Linked DNA regions of Zea mays: region 2 is linked to region 1. A link is a contact called in public Hi-C data. All regions are on one chromosome and are shown on one strand. Each heading gives the region's core, a stretch centred on a gene start, on an enhancer-like site or on the middle of the called end of the contact. The rest is flanking DNA. Distances are from core to core; before and after follow the strand shown. Region 1 has its middle 38 kb from the start of LOC100276349. Region 2 holds the start of LOC100280950.

Region 1 (3,205 bases), core at 462-2,961:
ACACGAGTACACGGCGCCCATGCGTACACGCATGCACAGGATCAGGCCGAGGCATGGAACGCGAGACCAGTGTCCAGTGGCGCGCATGCCTGAATCCAGCAAGCAAGCAGGTCGGTCACCAGCAAGGATAACTCCCGAGCTGCACATGTCTTGGGTGCCAGCCATGTTGAATCCATCTCCCCCGGTACCCCACGCAGTTGATCTCATCCACAACCGTGCAAATAGAGCACAGCAGAGCGCAGATTTTTTTTTCCAGAAATATCTGCCATCAACTTCGATGCCGACCACTCCACCCTTCTCCACCTTGATCTCTCAATTTGCAGTAATAACAGAGAGGTTATGCTGAATACATATGTTCTCCAATCAACCCTCTATCAAATTGCTATAGAAACCATAGCCTTATACTTCCTGGATTCAACACCAAACAGCCCCAAAAATGGGTGAAAACACAGAACTCCAATTCAGCTAACTGAATAACAAACTAGCCTCCCCATCTGACAGCACGAATTTTGACCCAATTTTCTCCAAGGTTAGTGCAGCACTAATCAAAGATCTTCAAAATCACTATAGGGTTCTGGGACTCAAACTTCATAGTTCCAAAGTTACGGTGTCCAGAAATCAACCAAATTTTATTAGCGCCTTTCTGCTGGTCTGAATTTCGAGTTCAGATCACTCCCTCCTTCTTTTCTGCTCGAGGCAGTTTGAGTCTCCCTTTTCTCCCAAACCAATATGGTGTCAAGCCAAACCTTCATAATAAAATTTGTTCATTGATATACGGTCTCCAACGTTACTACAAACTTCTTGGTCCAATCACACAAGAATCACAAGTTATGATACTCCGGAGTTGGTCACAATTACTGAAATTCGTTTTTAGTTTTTGAATCACATTCAGTTCACAGCACCGATTGGCAGTCAATGTTCGAGGGTATTTAACTCAGGTTTCTATACAGTACCAGACCCAAACCTTCTCAAGAGAGTTGTTCACCTTTCTATGGTTTACCAATTCACTATAGACACCATGGTCCAACACTTTATGGATTAGCCACAAAAGAGCTCTGAAGTTCAGCAAATTGCACTGAAATTCAGTTTTCATTGGACAGAATGAAATTCAGTTTGTTTGACTGATAGTCCCACTTTGGGCAGTATTTACACCACTTTTTGTGTAGGGTCACGCCCAACACACTTAAAGGAACTTATTTACTAACATATGGTCTTCAAACTTTCCACAATAATTTCAGTCCAAAACCATATAGATCAAGCACCACAAAGCTCCAAAGTTTAATCAGACACACATATTTCAGACTTAGGCTACTGCACAACAGTCAATACTCTTTTATCTGACAGCACAACTTTGTGCAGTGTTTTCTCTCATTTCTAAGCAGTTTCAAGGGTACTAGTATTCATCATTCTTCTTCATCGTCACTCATCAGCATCCGAATGTCCGAATTAAAATATATATATATTCAAACGTCTGAAAGAAAGAAGGAAAAAACGTGCAATATAATGGTCCAGAAAGAGCAAGAAATTGCCGTGCCATGGCCGGCCCAGCTTTCATAGTTGGCCCAGTAGAAAAATTAGTGTACGGGAGCGAGTGACACTCTCACTGTTAGGCCCAATTCCAGTTCATGTAGCGGAACCGCGGCTGCGTGGCTAGAGCTGGAGCGTGGAGACAAAGCAGTTGGCGCCTTAGCACCACCTCGCTGCTCTAGAAACAGTTGGCATCGAGAGCGAAGCATATAAGCAGTGCCAGAGTGACCTTGATCAGCACGCAGCTGCGCGGTGCACACAAAGCGAACTATTCTTTTGCTTTTTACTAAAGAACTAGATCAGGTGGCGCCCATTCGGGCGCCCTATCCAGCACAGAAAAAAAATAAATAACACCAACAAAACACCAAACTAAACACAGATCGACTGAACATAATCCACATTAAAGTTGCAGCACCAAATTTAAGCGTGTACCATAGTATGACGATCAAGCAAGTTACATCGGAAATTGTTATAGAATAGCATGACATGATCAAAGTCTATTATCAGGCGACCTAGTTGGGGATAGGCAGCTAAGTAGGTGATATATACAAGGCACTGGGAGGCATACTTTGGCCGACACAGTCCACACAACCATGCTCATAAGTGTTACACAAGCACAAGTGCAGCCTGATTCTGTCTACAAAAGCCAACCAAACATTCCATCTACAAAAGCAACCAAGATGTCCATCCACATAAGCTAAGCCGTCATCTGTCACGTGTTCAAACCGCGGGTTTGTCAAGGCTACAAACAAAAACAAGAATGTGAGTATAAAGTTCCATAAATATTTCATGTGTCATGTCTTCCAAGCTAATGTTAGATCCAAGCAGGATATCAAACACAGTCATATAGTCTCGCGGGAAAACAAAGAAGGTCTAATTCACACATATTGTTTGTGTGCCTATTTCATGCCACCGAATTTTGGGACAAGTGCCCATATTGTTTGTGTGTTCTTCATTTGGTTTCAAGGCATAACCAGTTTAAATGTATTGTACTCTTAGGACGGGTTTCAAACTTATTAGAAATGGTACTAAGTGCAGGCTAAAAATAGGAGGCTTTGAAGAATATGGTCTAAATAGGACCAACCCAGCAGTGCACGAACCCAAAGTGGACCTCTGCAGTCAGTTTTAATAGAAGTGTAAATAGCAAGGTTAGACAAACTTACCAGCATAGGATCCATTTTGTGAAACCGATCATGATATCGTTGTCAACAGGCTTGTACATCCTATTAGCTTTCTTGATCTGAATGTAGGAGACATTGTAGACATTGCCCTCCTTTATCAGAGGTTTGAAAACGTCAGTGGGTGAAGGGTATATTTGAGCATGAGCACTGCCAGCCTGCACAAAATAAAAGAAACATGATCATCATATTGGCACCACAAAAGTCCTAGAATCTGATTACTGCGTATTTCTTCCATTATGGTTCCTTTCTGATATACTACACAGGTTTCTCCCGTCGTTTAAAAGTCTACTTGCACTACTCCGGTATGTACTGCAGCTAGCAGAAAGAGAGAGCCCACAACAATTATCAATTACTATGCAATACCAATTGAACAGCAGCCACCTCTTGTTGTCTCCTGCTTGATCTGGCCTTCCCCCTCGCTGTAGTCCTGTGCTGCGCCCTTCTGTCCTCCAATCTCCGTGTCTCCACTGGTAAAACAAAACTGGGAAGGAAGACAA
Region 2 (3,205 bases), core at 190-2,689, 330 kb before region 1:
GAGGGAAAGGGTTGAAAGAGACCCGGTCTTTGTGACCACCTCAACGGGGAGTAGGTTTGTAAGAACCGAATCTCGGTAAAACAAATCACCGTGTTCATCCGCTTTATTTCTTTGTTGATTTGTTTTCCCTCTCTTTCGGACTCGTTTCTATTTCTAACTCTAACCCCGGCTTGTAGTTGTGCTTAAGTTTGTAAATTTCAGATTCGCCCTATTCACCCCCCTCTAGGCGACTTTCACATTCCACTAAAATAACTATTTTTTGGATTAGATATTTCATTCAAGCATTTTCTCATCTACCGATTCGTGCAGGGGTGCGGACCGACGTTGGCCGAGTGGGAGACACAAGCTCCCACTTAAATTTTTTGGTTTAGTGGACTTTTTACCTTATTTACTACAGTTACAAAGGTTTATTTGTTAACAACACTTTATTTAGGCCTTCACTTATATTTGGGCCCCACTCAATATTTGGGCTGGATACCCTGGACTCAGTGGATTCCTTACAAATTCTGCTGATCATAGCACTTAACTCAATGTTTTGGTTGTGGCTACGACGTTCAATTTTTTTCTCTTAATTAATTATTACTTCCATTTTAAGTATTAGATTTTTAACTAAACCATGTCAAATAAAAAATAACGGAGAAAGTATTTGTTTTTGATTATAGGACTAAGGAGGAAATTTTTTCTTTAAAGAAAGGAAGAGTTTCTAAGGGCATGTGCAACCCACATAAATGTTCCGTATCTTAAAAGGTATTAAAGGGGTAAGTGGAGAAAAACACAAGAGACGATATCTTAGTGAAGGAACGTCTCTAGCACGGTTCTCTGAGTTTAGATACGGTCCTAGCCATACAATCTACATAAATAAGTCATATTTTGAGAGGTTCTAATGAATAAGATGTAAGATTTAAATACAATTGGTTGTATATAGATGTTTTTTATATATACTCCCTACGATGTAGTATTAGATGTCATTCTGTATGAATAAGTGTAGTGTAATAAAATATGTCATTCTACGATATAAAAGTAGTATTGTCCAGTTTTACCGTGTCTTCTTTATCATGGCTGGCTACGTGCATACAAAAGAGAACGTTGGACCCTATTTAATATGGGTGTGACTGGAAATTTATCTCTCCATTACTTATTACTTGGTATATGTGAAATAATGTCTAAAACGACATCTAATACTAAGTATAGCGTTTGGAGAACAACAACAGCTATGCAAGCAGTCCTTCTGTGCAAGCGTGCAAACAAACCATCTGATACATTAGATTACGATCCAACCACAGATACAACCATAGTTTGTTAGAGTTTTTTTATAAAAATTATTGAGCTATTGGTGGAAGAGTTTAAGTGTTAAATGTGACCTACAATTAAATCACAATCTAATAGATTAGATGGTTTAATTGCATGTTTAAATAGAAAGACTGCTTACATAAGAGTCGTTGCCCGCAAAGGGGACTGCTCCGAATTCCCCACCAGGCCACAAGTCCTAGTTCCAAAACCCTCTCTCCTCCCCGTCCTACTCGTACCCCATAGCCAATTTCCCTCCTTCGCTGCCAATGGACCTCTCCGCCGTCCAGGCCGCCCTCTCCGACAAGTCCTACACCGCCGTCGCCTCCCTCTGCGACGAGCTCCTCCTACAGGTACCCTTCTTGCCTCTCTCCCAATCGCACCCCACATCCGCACAAGGGTTAGCGCTCCGTCTCACGCGATTGATCTCGCAGGCCGCGTCCAAGGGAACCAATACCGACGAATGGCCCTACTCTGTCCACCTCCTGGCCCACCTCTACATCAATGACCTGTATGCGATCCGCCGCCCTTGCCCTCGTTTTTTCCCCATCCTTTTGATGCCTTGGTGTTGTTGTGACTTGGGAGTGAGCAGGAACAGCGCGCGGTTCTTCTGGAAATCGCTGCCGCAGGAGGTGAAGGACACGCGGCCGGAGCTCGCCGCGGTCTGGAGGATTGGTCAGTGCCTCTGGAACAGAGACTATGCTGGTGTCAACACGGCCGCACAGGGGTTCGAGTGGGGCCCTGACCTCACTGAATTCATCACTGCCTTCCTAGGTATAGGGCTTGCTTTTGTTGTTATGAATGGCATAGAACATTCCTATGATTATGTGCAAAGTAGCGAAGCTAAACTTGAATTGTTTGCTTTCATAGAGATTTGGTAGTGGCATGGGTGGGTAGAGGCTGTTGAACATATTGTCACCATGGATTTGTAGTGGGAGAATCTATCTATAGAGTTGGTCTGCACTGAGAATCATATATCCTCTGTGAAAATGCTGATGGAGAAGTTCGCAGGGGAGCTTCATGGCTGTTCTATGATACTCTGATTCATTCTGTCAAATTTGTTCTCCAAGGTATCAACTGGCCCTAGTGCTTTGTGTTTCAGTAAGATAGTATTTTTCATGCCAACAAATCGGGTACTTGTTGTGCTATATTGATATCATACCATAACATGACAAATGCTGGCGTAGAATGTACCCTTTGACATAGTATGTTGTGAAGAAGTTATGACTGTCATCTCTGCATCTTCTGTTCAAAAATTGTAAAACTGTAAGGGTGCCTCTTAATTTAGTGACTATGGCAGAATTTATTAAAAACAAAATTGAGACATTTAATGATTTAATGATATTCTTCCTCGTGTTTTCTGTAAGGAAAGTATGATTTCCAGTGTTTTGACATGGCAAATGGTTTTGTTTTTCTAGCTTGATTGTTTGGAAACTGATCAATGCTTGTTTTTTAATAACGTGAGCTTAACTAGTTAAGGATTTGAGGTGAATATCTGGTCTTTGTTGTAATGCAGAGAGCTACAGACAAAGGATATTCAAACTGTTGACTTCTGCATATTCGACAATTAGCGTTGCTGATGTGGCTCATTTCATGGGGATGAGTGAGGAGGATGCTACAAACTGTATGTTTCGCAATGCAGCCATTTTGTTCCAATGTGAAAGTTCTACTATACACAATGCTTTTTTGGGTTTGTTTTAAGTTGTAGTGGAGTGGTGCACTTTTGGGATATGTTGAATTCTTTTCCACTTCTTGACTCATTTCTTTGTCTTAGATTAGATTTACATCATGGCAGGTAGAATGTGTTTCCTCAGCTCTTGAAGGTAAATGTATTGAAGAAATGAGGGCTCCATCATTTTTTCTCTAGCTGTAAATATTTACTGATGGGGTGGCATCATGTTAGATTCTATAACTCTTG

What was found. A called contact is a pair of places that touch in the nucleus more often than the background predicts.
Region 2: a contact with region 1 is called in a Hi-C map of ear, with 4 times the contacts expected there. The contact joins the promoter of LOC100280950 here to the enhancer-like site in region 1. A contact is called at or near these places in 4 of 25 Hi-C or Micro-C datasets (ear, leaf and tassel).

The regions. Positions count from the first base shown.
Region 1 is chr10:118,863,742-118,866,946 of Zm-B73-REFERENCE-NAM-5.0, reverse strand. No RefSeq gene overlaps it. Among protein-coding and RNA genes, the nearest start is that of LOC100276349, 38 kb to the left of the region's middle. Within about 2 kb of position 1,711, at least 16 of the 20 cell types and tissues checked have an H3K27ac peak or open chromatin away from gene starts, as enhancers often do. A contact at or near this core is called in ear, leaf and tassel, where this site is marked.
Region 2 is chr10:119,192,752-119,195,956 of Zm-B73-REFERENCE-NAM-5.0, reverse strand. LOC100280950 reads left to right here and starts at 1,439. Exons shown (of 5, transcript NM_001153870.2): 1 at 1,439-1,640; 2 at 1,722-1,798; 3 at 1,880-2,061; 4 at 2,804-2,911. The coding sequence starts at 1,557.